2 separate regions of the Canis lupus genome follow, and region 1 is linked to region 2. Evidence: chromatin contacts called from public Hi-C data. All regions are on one chromosome and are shown on one strand. The core of a region is the stretch at or near the end of the contact, and the rest is flanking DNA. Distances in the headings are between cores, read along the strand shown.

Region 1 (6,594 bases), core at 3,279-5,778, 69 kb before region 2:
TCCCTTTTATAAAAAAACAAAAAAGTTTAATGGATTGAATTTTAAACTACCTTATACATAAAAGAAACATTTTAGAATAGTGAACACTCTGTTTCCATTAGCCTCCAGAGCCATCAACTAATCTTGCCTCATCCATATCCTTATTTTTGGAAGTAAAATAGACATTATATTATTCCATCTGAGAATTTGCTGAGAACGCTCAGCAAAAGGACTCCTCTTTTTGAACATATCCACGATATCTTTACCATTCGCCACTGGGTATCATCAAATACCCAGTCAGTGTTCACATTTTTGTCTCCTGAAGGCCAGAATTTTATTTCCTTACAATTTGATTTTGTAATCATGATCCAAATAAATAAGCTCCCTACACTGCATCCAATCAGTATGTTTTAAAATCTGTTGATCCCCCCACCCTGTCTTCCCCACCCCCACCCTCCCCAGCCTGGGCCTTTTTTTTCCCTGCAATGTGTTCATTGACAATGGTTTCCTAGTGTGGACGTGGCTGATTGCTTCCCTCTGGTGGTGGTTCATAGCATGTTGCCACCACACCTGAGGGCTTGCTCTACCACTTTCTGAGCAAGGTGATGTTTGAGGCTGGAGGGTGAGTGGTGGCTCACCAAGTGCTCCACCTCCTCCCACTGAGTGTGAGGGCCTCTGGGCCTGCAGGTGAGCCTTGAGGTCACCTCACCCACCCACCTGTGGGTGCCTCAGGTCAGACTTAGCAGAACCTGTGGGGGCACTCAAGGGGCGAGCCGAACATGCCCAGTTTTATGCTTCTGCAAGTCACCAGTGCTATCAGGTCCAGCTTCTTACCCAGGGAGGGTCGAGTGGGGTGGGGATTGGAGGTGGCTGCAGTGGCCAGGGCTCCCATCGCCACCTGGAATGCAGTGTAGAGACCAAAGAAAAAGTAGTCCCCTTAACCCATACTGCATGCTGGGAGCTCTGCCCACTCTAGCAACCCTCTGAGGTTGGGTCTTCAAGAGGAGAAAACAGGGTTGGGACATATGAGATGATGTGTCTGAGGTTCCACTGGTAGGAAACGGCAAAACCCAGCTCAGACCCAGGCCTCCTGCTCCTCCCACACTGGAGCACCAGCCAGATGGGGGCAGCTATGCGTGATCCCCATGGCAGGCTGAGGTTTGGCCAGCATGCCCCGCTATAGCCTGTTGGCCTGGGCCTAGGGAAGTCCAGGTGGGTGCTGCCGAGGGACAAGCCGGTGCCTGCCAGCTCTCCGGCTGGCATGCTGTGGGCCCAGAGATTGGTAAGTGAACAGCATTCACCCCTGGCAGCGATGCAGCATCACCAGACCTAATGCCCATTGCCCTCTGATGCCCTAGAGCCAGGGCTGCTCCCCATTAGCTGGCCCACCTACCAAGGAGCCCTCCAGTGGCCACTTGTGGGAACTGCAGCCCCTGCGCCCCCCGCATCTCTTGCCAGTGGTTGGTTGGTTGGTTCCGTGTTCTGAATCTCACCCCTGCCCGCAGGAGACCTACCTGATGAAGCACATGTCCAAACATACAGTGGTGGAGCACCTGGTGAGCCACCACTCGCCCCAGAGGACGGAGTCCCCCGGCATCCCGGTGCGAATTTCCCTCATCTGAGCCGACCCAAGGCGCCGCCCCACCCTGCCCACTGGCAGACACAGACCCAGGCAGCACCAGGCCCCAACTTCCTCCAGGGGCCCTCCAGGAACAGCCGAGCTCTCTCATGACCTTCCTGACCTTCCAGAAAGCCTGGGCTGCAGAAGCCCTGTCCGGTCCAGCTCCGGGGGCGGCCAGGCCAACTGCAAGATTCTGGACTGTTTTGGTGGCATCCAAAGACGATCTCAGAGCACTTTGAACCTCTCTGTTGGGTTTCTTTTTGTTCCCCACCCTCCACTTGCTTCACTGTTTTGTTTTGTTTTTTTTTTTTAAGTTTGTTTTGGAAATAACAGAAAAGATATTTATTGGCCAAGAAGTTGGTGCTGCTAAGACCGAGAAATTAAAAGAATCGGACAGATGGACACAGAGAACAGAGGGCAGCGTGGGACCTTCTCTTGCCACAGCCTCAGGTCTTGAGGGAAGGCTCAGGCCTGGGTTTCTGGACTGCAAAGGGGACCCCCAGGTGGGAGGGGACAGAAGGCAGCTGGAGTGAGCCACTCACCCCTAGGTGTCCAGCTCACACCTCTCGAGCTACGCCCTGGGCATTACTGAGCAGAGGGATGCGGCAGCTACCAGGGCTGTCGAGGCTTCAGGAGGCAAAATGGGAGAGGGGCTGAGAGATCCGCAGGACCAAAGGGTGCAGCGTTGGGCTGGGCTGGGCGCAGGCCCAGGGAAATGGGGTGAGGGTGGGCTGGGTAAGACCTGGCCCTCCACTGCCCTGAAGACCACCCCAGTCTACCTCGGTGCTGGCCAGGAAACCTATTGGCTACCTCTCCCACCATCCAGACTGTGGGCAGCGGGGGTGGGGAGGGAGTGGGCCTGGGCTTAGGACCCCTCCCCTCCAGAATTTCCTCCAGATGGGGCAGTGCCCAGGGAGGGGTTTTGTCTTCCCTGTCATGGAGGGGGAACCCCCAGTCCAGGCCCTAGGCCCCTCAGCAGGGAAGGGATCCTCGGGGAGGAGGGTCCCAGGAGCAGACCCTGCCCTCAGCCCCCCACAGACACACCCCAATCTGAAAGCCATGCGTGTCCGTGTATATAGGAACTATGTACAGAGCCCGGAGAAGCCCCCCTTCATCCCCCGGGAAAAAAAAAAAAAAAAAGAAAACTAGACAGAAACTCATCTATATATTCTGTATCTGGAGTTCCGTTTTGAATATTAACTGTGTTATTTTTATACACTTTTTAAGCCTTAACTCGCCATTGATTTACCAGTTTAACGTTTCCTGGGGTATTTTTTTCCCATGGGGTTCTCTGCCCCTACCCCCACCCCTTTGTTTGACTTGCGTCGTCTGATAACTCAGTATTGTAGCTTTTTGTCCGCATGTTACTACCCTGTAAATACGCTGTTCTACATACTGTTAACACCCCATTTGCTTTTTTCTATGGGACCTCCAGGCCACCATATTTAGAACTAGTTACCTTATTAAAAAAGAGAAAACAGTCTGTTGGCTTCTCAGTCTGCATCTTGGTGGCAGGGAGGTGAGGGCAGGTGCCCCTCAATGCTTCAGGAAACAAGTTTGCATTAGATTTAAGAAAAGGGGTGGGGGGCAACAAACTCGAATGTGGGGGAAGACACTAAATGGGGCAAGAAACAAAGGAATTCCAAACCCTCTGCTCTTTGTATTTCTCTGTTGTGAAGAATAAACTGTACCCGCACCTGGGTGGCGGCGGTGTGTGGCGTGCTCTGTGCGAGGGCGGGGCTGGGGGGCACCTTTCCATGCTCCTCTCCCCTCCCCCGCCCCCCAGACCTGGGGACCAAGGGAAATGGCCTTGTACTGTGGGCTGGCCTCACCCCAGCTGCTGAGCCGAGTGCTTGGTGTTGGTCACCCTACAGCCCCCTAGGAGGGGGCAGCCAACCACGAGGGATTTTTTTTTTTTTTTTTTTTTTTGCTGAGGATCGTGGTGGAATCAAGTGGCAGGTACACAAACTTCACCCAGGCTTGTCTCATGCTGAATGAAGCCTTTGGGGATGTATGGGGTCCACCAGTGAGGTTCACAGCCCCCGCTCCCAGAGGGGCAGCCACATGCCTATCTTGCCCGTCTCCAGGGTCCACTATGAGTGCCCTGACTTGTGGAAGCAATTCCAGGGACTGAGGGAGCCAAGAAGTCCCCCTTCACATACATTCTCCCCATGTGGGTCCATGTTTTGACTGCCTGAGGGGGAAATGCAGGAATTAATTCCCCCAAGGCTTATCAAGGCTGGTCCTTTGCTGGGGGCATCCTTGGAGAGCCAGAAGTGATTCTACCAAGAGTCACCCCGGAGCTCACCTTCGGGAATTCACCCGGAGCCCTCCCAGGCCTTGTGTGGCAAGGCTTGGCTGCGGGTGACGAAGAGCCCAATCCATCCACCTTACAGGATGGTGCAGGTGCAGGGGTCAGGCCAGCCTCAGGGCTCAGAGGGGTCTCCAGCTCGCCTCTTGGCTTTGTTCTCGGAGTCGCTTTCATCCTCGGGCTCCTGTGCGGTCAGCAGCTCCGGCCTCACAGGTCCCAGATTTCCAGCAGTCAAGCCTTTGTCTCTCTCCCAGAAGCCCCAGGTAGTCTAATCGGGTCTTCTGGTTGGGACGGGGTTAGGTACCATCCCCGAGCCAATCACTGTGACTGCAAAGTCTGTACGTGATCAGCTCAGACCTGGAGCCCGCGCTCCAAGCCGGGAGCAGAGGGTGAAACCCCAATCTGCAGTACATCTCCCCAAAAGGAAACCAGACGTGTTCACATCGGCAGGGGGAAAGGGTGTGGAATAGCCAGGATCACAACTTGGGTAATTTCACAGGCCTCACTGCCGTCTCTGATACTGACCTCCCCTAGCCGGCGGCGCCGGGAAGGGGCGGGCTCCGGCAGCCATGTTTGCGTCACATGACCCGACCCCAGCCACACCTGATTGGCCAGCAGTGGACACGTGACTGCGCCTGCGGCGCTGAGACCAGGCGTAGCGATGGCGCCAGTGCAGTGTCCAGGCCGACCTGGTTGGGGGTGCTCGATGCACGCCTCTTCCCAGCTCCACATTCAGTGAATGTTGTCGTTTGACATCAGCCGTGCTGGGGTTTATACAACACAAACTCGGGAGGGCTACAAATGGGGGCTTTCTTTCTCCTGGAGCCAGTTGCAGGACAGCACTAGCTGACTCTCCAACCAGCTTCGCCAGCCCACGGATTAGGAATAAGTTAGGAGATGGTGGACTCCTGAACTGGAAGACCCTGCGGTCCGGGGGTTGGGGATGTGTGTTGGGCCAGACACAAGCAGGACAGAGTCAGACAGAAGCAGAGATGGACAGAGGAGACCGAGAGCCGGTGTCAAGACTCAGTTCCCGACTCCAGCTTCTGGCCAGGTTTAATTTCCTTGCTCGTTCTCACATCAATGAGTTTTAAGTTGCCGGTGGTGTGACATTGAGCAACTTATGTAACCTCTCTATGCCTGATTTTCTTATATGTAAAATGAGGGCAATAATAGTAACCAAGGGATCCCTGGGTGGCGCAGCGGTTTAGCGCCTGCCTTTGGCCCAGGGCGCGATCCTGGAGACCCGGGATCGAATCCCACATCAGGCTCCCGGTGCGTGGAGCCTGTTTCTCCCTCTGCCTGTGTCTCTGCCTCTCTCTCTCTCTCTGTGTGACTATCATAAATAAATAAAAATTAAAAAAATACGTAAAAAAAAAAAATAATAGTAACCAATTTGTAAAGTGGATGTGAGGATTCAAAGAGTCAATATATGTCTAATGCTTAGAACATTATGTGCCCGGTAGGTATTAAGTACCAGTAAATGTAATTATGACTATTACTATTTGACATGGCCCTGGTCAACCTAAGTCCCTTATGACCGACAGCTGATGATGTTTGGCAGTTTCTGGGGGTGGCATCTGAGCTGGCCTGGCAGGGTGGGCAGCAGGGGCAGGTGAAGATTTTACATGTGGCAGTGATACTCTGAGGACTGGGAGTCCAGTTTTCACCTGCTTGCCTGGAAGTTCTCAGGAGCTTTGATTGGCCCTGAGGGTACCAGCATAGGTGTGCCAGCCCCAAGTTATCAAGCAATAACCTGTTCTTAGGCACACCTAGCCTGTTCTTATCTCTAATCTAGAGTCCAAATGGCCTTCTGAGGTTTGCTAATCTAGTTAGGGCAGGAGGCACTGGGGAACTTCAAACTGTTTTTGAGAGCAGATCTTAATAAGTAGAATTTGCTTGTAAAGATGATCAGATTCTAACAGTGTTGATTGACAGTGACACTGTTGGAAGTGGCGACAGAAAAAGCTTATCCCTGCTTGTTATTCCCTCTAATGCACCACACATACACACTGAGGGCCTCTGGGTAAGACAAAGGAGGGAGACACTCCCAAGAAGTCATCTGTTCCATACCACAGCTTCTTTGACCCTTCCCCCTCCTCAGGAAGGTCTCCACCCACAGTGTGGAGCTGCCCCAGCCTAGCACCTGGAAACCACTGACTGTGCCATTATTTCCTCTTTAAGACAGGAAATGGCTGTTCTTTTTGGCAAAGCCTTTGCACTCCATGAACTTGCTGGAGAAGGGGCAAGCAAGGAGAGGGAGAAGGCAAGTCACATTTTCTGGAGCACCCCAACCTCCGCAAGGAGGTTGATCGGCATCCCCACTTTACATACGAGAAACAACAGTCAGCAAAAGTAAGGGATTTGGCCAGAGTCACTCGCAGAGTTAGAAGAGGAACAGATTCCCACCCAGATCTTATTAGCTCAAGCTCAGGTCTCTCATGGCCCCGGGTGATGAAGGTTGGTGTGGGTAGCTCTTGGTGAATATTGCAGGGTAAGGTGGAGGACAATTTCCCACCAGAGGAAGGGATGTGCCAGCCCCAAATCATCAAGCAATAATCTGTTCTTAGGCACACCTAGCCTGTTCTTACCTCTAATCCAGAGTCCAAATGGCCTTCTAAGGTTTGCTAAATCTTGTTTGGGCAGGAGGCGCTGGGGAACTTCAAACTGTTTTTGAGAGTAG
Region 2 (6,286 bases), core at 2,436-4,935:
GTAGCCATCTGGCAAAACTAGCAAATATCCTCTGTGAGCAGAATTCCTTATAAGGAATGCTTGGAGCATTAAAAAAGAAAACTGGTTTCTGCATCTCTGCTCCCACCCCACCTTGGCCGAATGATGGTAGTACTGCGTGAGTGGCTAAAGGCATGGGTTTTAGAGCCAGATCTGGGTTTGAATCTTGGTTCTGCCACCTATAGATGGTATAACTTTAGACAAATTGCTTATCCTCCCTGACCCTTGCGTTCCTGTTCTATAAATGGTGATATGTACCACCTAGTGTAGCTGTTAGCACCACATGGAATATTATGTTTAAATCACAAAAAGGTTCACTGCCTTTGCACATACCTAGTAGATGCTCATCAAATGAAGCTATTCTTAAAATACTATCAGCTATTTGCATGTTGCTTTGAACTTCTCAAAGCATTTTTATAATTTGAATCTCATTTATTCATAACAGTAAGCTTATGAGGCAAATGGGCAGTGTTCCCATCTTATAAACAAGAACTGAGAGTAGTTTCCAATTGACTTCTACAATGCAGTGTGTTAAGGGAAAATTGATTCTACTTGACAGATGAGACACAGTGCCTTGCATGTAACAAACACCCCAAAAGTGCTGATGGGCAAGTGAATAAAACAAGCCAATAAGCACAAAGTAAAATAGCAAGCCTTGGAATATTAGTTGGAGGCTCTTCAGACCTTTGCAGGTGATCTTGGAGGAAGAACAATGAAAAGGGAGTGTTTTTGTCAGAAGGCAGGGAGGTAAAAGGGATGCGATGGGTCAAGTAAGTCACAAAGTGGTAGGAGTGGGGGAGAGGAGACAGATCTGTCCCAGGAAGCCATGAGCAATTCGAGTGGTTCAGTGGGCAATTTGGGGAGGATTTTGCAGGCCCCCCACAGAGTCAGAGTCAGTCTTATCAGAAGTCATGAACACACTATTTATTGAGTCCCTCCTACAGGCTAGGCATTACAACTGATAAAGTAGGAAAGAAAGACACAGGGAAGGTTTCCCAACAAGGAAAGAAATAACAGTCTCTGAGGAAGATGATTCTAGCAGCTGTGAGTGGGAATTCCTGGCCATCAGTTAAGCCTCTTATAGTCAGCAGGCCTCGAGGAAGGCAGGGAGCCAACACAGAGGAAGTATCATCGGAGCCTGGTGATGAGCTGGGTAGTGATGGAAGGTGGGACCAAGGAGGGAAAGGGAGCTGGGAGCTGTGGAGAGCCTACTCTGTGCGGGTCACCTCTGCAGGCCAGCACACTCATCTTTATAGCCTGTGGGAAGTACAATCATCTCAGTTTTATAGGTGAGGAAATTGAGGTTTACAGAGATTAAGTAACTTGATGATGGTCATAAAACTAGTAAGTAGGGAAGCTGGGGTCTGAAACCAGATCTAACTCTGAAGCCCATGCTTTTCCCATTATAACACTCTGCTTCTGTGCTAAAGGCAAATGAAATAAAAATAACCCTGAGACTGTGAGCCTAGGGTATAAGAGTTGCTAGTTCATGACCGTGGGCAGTGGCTGGGAAACTGGGAACGGAGATTCTTCCTCAGAGGAACACATCCAGATTTTTGTTTTTGTTTTGTTTATGAATTCTGTAAAATTTAAAAATGTGTGTGTGGTGGAGTGACATCCAAGGGGAATATCCTATAGACAGGAAATCTACAGGGAAGGGGAATGAAGACAGGGAGGGGCCCATATTCAGATGTCATCTGCAGACAGGTGGTAGGTGTCTGAAATGGAAGAACAGACAAGCTCCTTTAGGGGGTAAATGTTGGAGTAAAACACCAGGAGGACAGGACTGAGTCTTTGGGAGTCTCACAGCTAATGGCAGTGGGGGCAAAGGGAAAGGAGGGAGGAGCAGGTCCCACCTACACGCACAGATGGTCACATGCACACGTGGCCATTCTGGACGTAGGTGCTTCCCAGTGCCAGCTGAGATCATCCTCCTTCTGTTCTGTTCTTGAAACTTACTCATTTTTCAGGCACAACTCAGATTTCCACACCCCAATTAGAATTTAAACTCTTGTTCATCTCTGTAACTCCCATATGGTTAGCATTATGTTTGGCACATAATAGGTGCTAAATGAGTATTTATTGAGCTGAACTAAACAATTAAAGAGACAGAGAAAAACTATTTGGGGATGACAGTTAATTAGTCTTTCTGAGCCATATCTTCTTCATTTAGGGGAATGGAATTGTCAGGATTAAATGAGATACGTAGGTAAGATATGTGGGTATTTCGGACAGTGCCTGGGACATGGCTGTTCATTAACTCGTAGTTATTATTATTATTAACTGGTAGTTGGCAATGACTCATAGAGGTAATATAATAGGAGCCTAGGGTGAAGGATTTCAGGAAAGAAGGCTCAACACTTCCAAGGCCCTTTGTGTATCACAGTTGTATCCTCTTCCTCTGTTTCTGTCACACACACATACACACACGTGCACACCTATGATGTGTTAAGCAAAATATCAAACTCTTCCACTGATATCCTGTAGACTTTTTCCCCCTAATATAAAGAGGAACTTCTTAGGAATCTAAATTTGGTCCTACAGTGATAGTTGAAATGAACTTCGTGGTTGGTTGCACAATTTTAACATCAAAATTGTTGGGAATCTTGACTCTAGCGAGATAACGAGTCCATTTGTATGTTTTGTTTTTATTGGATTCTCTAAGTAAAAGTGTCTATCTCACAGCTTGGAAGCTGCTCTGGGAGAGAAATGTGGTGCCCGAGAGTCCTAGAATCAGCAAGCATCACATTGTCCGGCCTATCACAGACAGGAATCACTATTCCCTGACACAAATCCCTCTCTGCAATAAAACAAAGCTGCTATGTGGCAGGCCTTTCCAGCAGAGAGTTTTCTCTCCTCTGATGAGACCTGAGGAGGGATGAGGAAGCAGAACAAAGACCTGGCATCTGGAGCACAATTGTGTGGAAAGGGCCTAGAATTTTCAATAACCTGACAGTTTCCTTTTTTTCACAGCATCAACCTCCTGGTCAGCAACTTTCTCCTCACCTTTGGGCCTGAGTGTGCACCAAGGCCCTGAGTTTATCCCCTAGAATGAGGACTCCAAGAACCAAGCCTCTTGTGGGGAGCTGTGGGCCAGCTCCCTTAGGACTTGGTTTCCCTGGAGGCCTGGCCCATGGGACCTTGCAGCCTGCCTCTCCTGCCCTCCTTGGTTCTGTCCTCGAATTTCCAAGAAGCCCAACTTCTTAGGCTCTGCTCTCCGCCCCTTATTCCCCTCCCCCACCTGCCAACCCACCCCTTTTCAGGGCATAAGGGACCTTTTCTATTTGCAGATCCTAAAGAAGCTGGTTGCCAAGGTGACAGGAGCAGGAACAGCAGGGAGCTCGCCATGGGGGAGGGGCTTTGCCCCCAAACAGCTGTCAGTGGGAGCAGTCCCAGCTGGGACTACAGCATTTGCCTGTTCTGGGAGGACATGGCCCCCAGGGGGACACATTCTCTCCCCTACGGTCCCCCACTGCCCCACTGCAGGTCTCCACTGGTTATTCTCCCTGGGGGCAACGAGCCAGCCAGCTCGAAAATGCTTCAATAACCAACAAAAACCGCCACCCCCTTCTCTCTTTTTCTCTCAATCTCTCTCTCTCTCTCTCTCTCTCTCTCTCTCTCTCTCTCACACACACACACACACACACACATGCGTGCGCGCGTGCGCTCTCGCGCACAGGCACACACACACACACACACAAGCACATGCGCACATGCTCTGATCTCTGTTCATTTGCAGTGGGTTGGCTGGGCAGGAGGCCAGAAGTTACCTTTGCCTGAGGACGCAGGAGCCCAGGGCAGGGGCTCCTCCAGGCTGCCCCCACTAGGGCATAAAGATTATTTGTCTTTTTTTTGTTCCAGAGCCCTGAGAGGATCTGCAGCTTCCTGACCCTCCCCATTGCCTTGCATCTGGGAGGTTAGGGGTTGGGGAGTAGAATCACTGGGCTTGTAGAGAGGAAGGGGTAGAAGAAGTAAGGAAGAATGGGAGGTGATGGTAGGAGGTAGGAACCATGCAAAGCCCACTGATTTGTGTGATCTAGATGCAGCCCACAGCTGCCCCACAGAAAGTTCTGTGGAACCACTTGTCTCTGTATTGCATATAGCCACATACTGCTAGTTTCAGGCCATGCCAGGGGCCCCAGACCTCAGCCTGTAACTCACAGGTGTTCACCTTCATAAAGTTCAAGAGAAGAGAGCCTTCCACTCGATTCTGTAAACTACAGAACTTAGAACCATCAGGCTCTTTGACTTTTGGGTCATGAACAGGAATGGCCTAGGAAAGACCCACATTACTGCAAGAATTGAGAGCGGCAAATATGGTTTAATGGCTAAGGACACAGAATCTGACTCAGTGGGGCATGGACCTGGTTCCCACTTCTGCCTCTTACGACTTATGTGACCTTGAGCGACACATGTAGCAAGTTCTTGGATAACCTCTCTGAGCTTTCGTCTTCTCCTCTGCAAAATGGATAAACACACCTACCTTATAGGGTTCTTTCCAAGGCAAAAAGGGGTGGTATGCATAAAAATGCCTAGCATATGGTCTAGTTTACAACAGCTGTTTTAATAGCGCCCTGTTTTCTCAAGACCCCAGGATTGCCTAGCACATTTAGGAAGAATTCAAGAACGGGTCTTTCTTTTGAAGAGTCCTTAGAACCTGGGGGGCTGGGTTGGATCTGGGGAGAGGCTACATTTTGGCTTGGGTGCGTATGGTTCTCAGGAAGTAGGGTTTGTAGGGTTTGTAGCTTGAATGAGAAGGGAGAAGTGCTAAGTGACTTGTAGGGAGCTGCCTTCCTCAGCCCAGCAGTGACTGTCCAAAGGCAGAGAATCACCAATCCTTTGTCCTCGAAACCTCAAGAAAGTAAATAAAGGATTGTGGCTCAGATTCTTCATTGCTCAGTCGTGACACTTGACCTGTACTTTCCTCTATCTTGAATATCTTCCCCTACTTTGTCTGTTGTTGGGTAAACTACTCCTGCTTTGAGACTCACATGCCATTTCCTCTGAGGGACAGTATCTCTGACCCCTCCTCCTGGCACTGAGTTGGGTGTGTCCACACTTACCTTGAACTTACTTCTGTAATAGAATTTATGAAATTGAATGGATTTGCTTATATACCTGGCTCCCTCCTTTTGACTGCACATTTAGGTAAGGAATTGTATTTTGACCCCGTTGGTTAATCTAGTAACCAGCATACACAAGCTCTCAAGAAAAAAAAATGTAGGTTAGACTGGATAGCAAAATGGTCTGGATGAGGACAGAAGGTGAGTGGTTGTCTCAAGGATGTGACCAGGGTGATTCTCTCTCTCTCTCTTTTAAATTTATTTATTCATGAGAGACACACAGAAAGAGGCAGAGACATAGGCAGAGGGAGAAGCAGGCTCCCTGCAGGGAGCCTGATGTGGGACTTATCCTAGGACCCTGGGATCACAGCCTGAGCTGAAGGCAGATGTTCAACCACTGAGCCACCAGGTACCCCTGATTTTCTCTTTAATGCAAAGCCATGTAGTCTATCGCTATTATATTTACTTCTATGGTCTAACAGCATGGTCTTATTCCCTAGACTGATAAGCTGGCTTCTAAGGCTTTTCTGAGAAAAGACTGCTTAGAAAAGGCAATACTGGGACATGCTAGCAGACAGGGAAAGAGATCCAGCTTCTGGGAATGCTGACTCAGCCCCATCACAGAATCTTTTTCATAAGTAATCTGATTATTATATATTTTTTAATCTGCTAAATTTTTTCCTGAAGTGATACCCTCATTGGCAAGCCTTTTGGCTCCCTTCCCCAGAGCTGGATAGCTCCTGCCATGCTCAGAGCTCACATATATGAGAGCACTGATCACACTGCACCTCATAGTACTTGTCTTCCCAGCCGGTACCCTTCCCAGAGAGCAGAGCCTAAGTCTCATTCATCTCTGTGCATCTAAAACTGGCAACATAACTGTCATATATTAGTCAACAGATGTCTGTTGAATGATGATAAAATCAACTTCCCACTTCAACTCCCTGTGTGGTTCTTGTTTGCACCTGGCTTGTCCCCATCCCTGTAACTGACCCTTCAAGTATTTCAAAGTAGTCCAACTGCCAACCACCACTCTCTCATGGCTAAGAGCTATGATTCACCACTGCGCCCATCACAAAGGACTAGTTTATTCCAAATGTTGTGGCTTCCTCCTCTAAAGCTACATGGAGGCATGATGCAGAACCAGGAGCTGATGAACTTCTCAAGATTGGAAGAGGGAAAAGAGATGCAGGGCTAGTATCTTA

Evidence for each region. A called contact is a pair of places that touch in the nucleus more often than the background predicts.
Region 1: a Hi-C map of blood shows a contact between it and region 2, with 5 times the contacts expected there. The contact joins two enhancer-like sites. A contact is called at or near these places in 5 of 9 Hi-C or Micro-C datasets (amygdala, blood, liver and 1 more).

The regions. Positions count from the first base shown.
Region 1 is chr2:67,528,470-67,535,063 of UU_Cfam_GSD_1.0, reverse strand. It overlaps ZNF362 (zinc finger protein 362), which reads left to right. Exons shown (of 8, transcript XM_038531166.1): 8 at 1,485-3,083. The coding sequence ends at 1,601. Among named protein-coding and RNA genes, the nearest start is that of A3GALT2, 25 kb to the right of the region's middle. Within about 2 kb of position 4,528, at least 11 of the 20 cell types and tissues checked have an H3K27ac peak or open chromatin away from gene starts, as enhancers often do.
Region 2 is chr2:67,458,795-67,465,080 of UU_Cfam_GSD_1.0, reverse strand. All of the region lies in intron 7 of PHC2 (polyhomeotic-like protein 2), which reads right to left. Among named protein-coding and RNA genes, the nearest start is that of A3GALT2, 45 kb to the left of the region's middle. Within about 2 kb of position 3,685, at least 5 of the 20 cell types and tissues checked have an H3K27ac peak or open chromatin away from gene starts, as enhancers often do.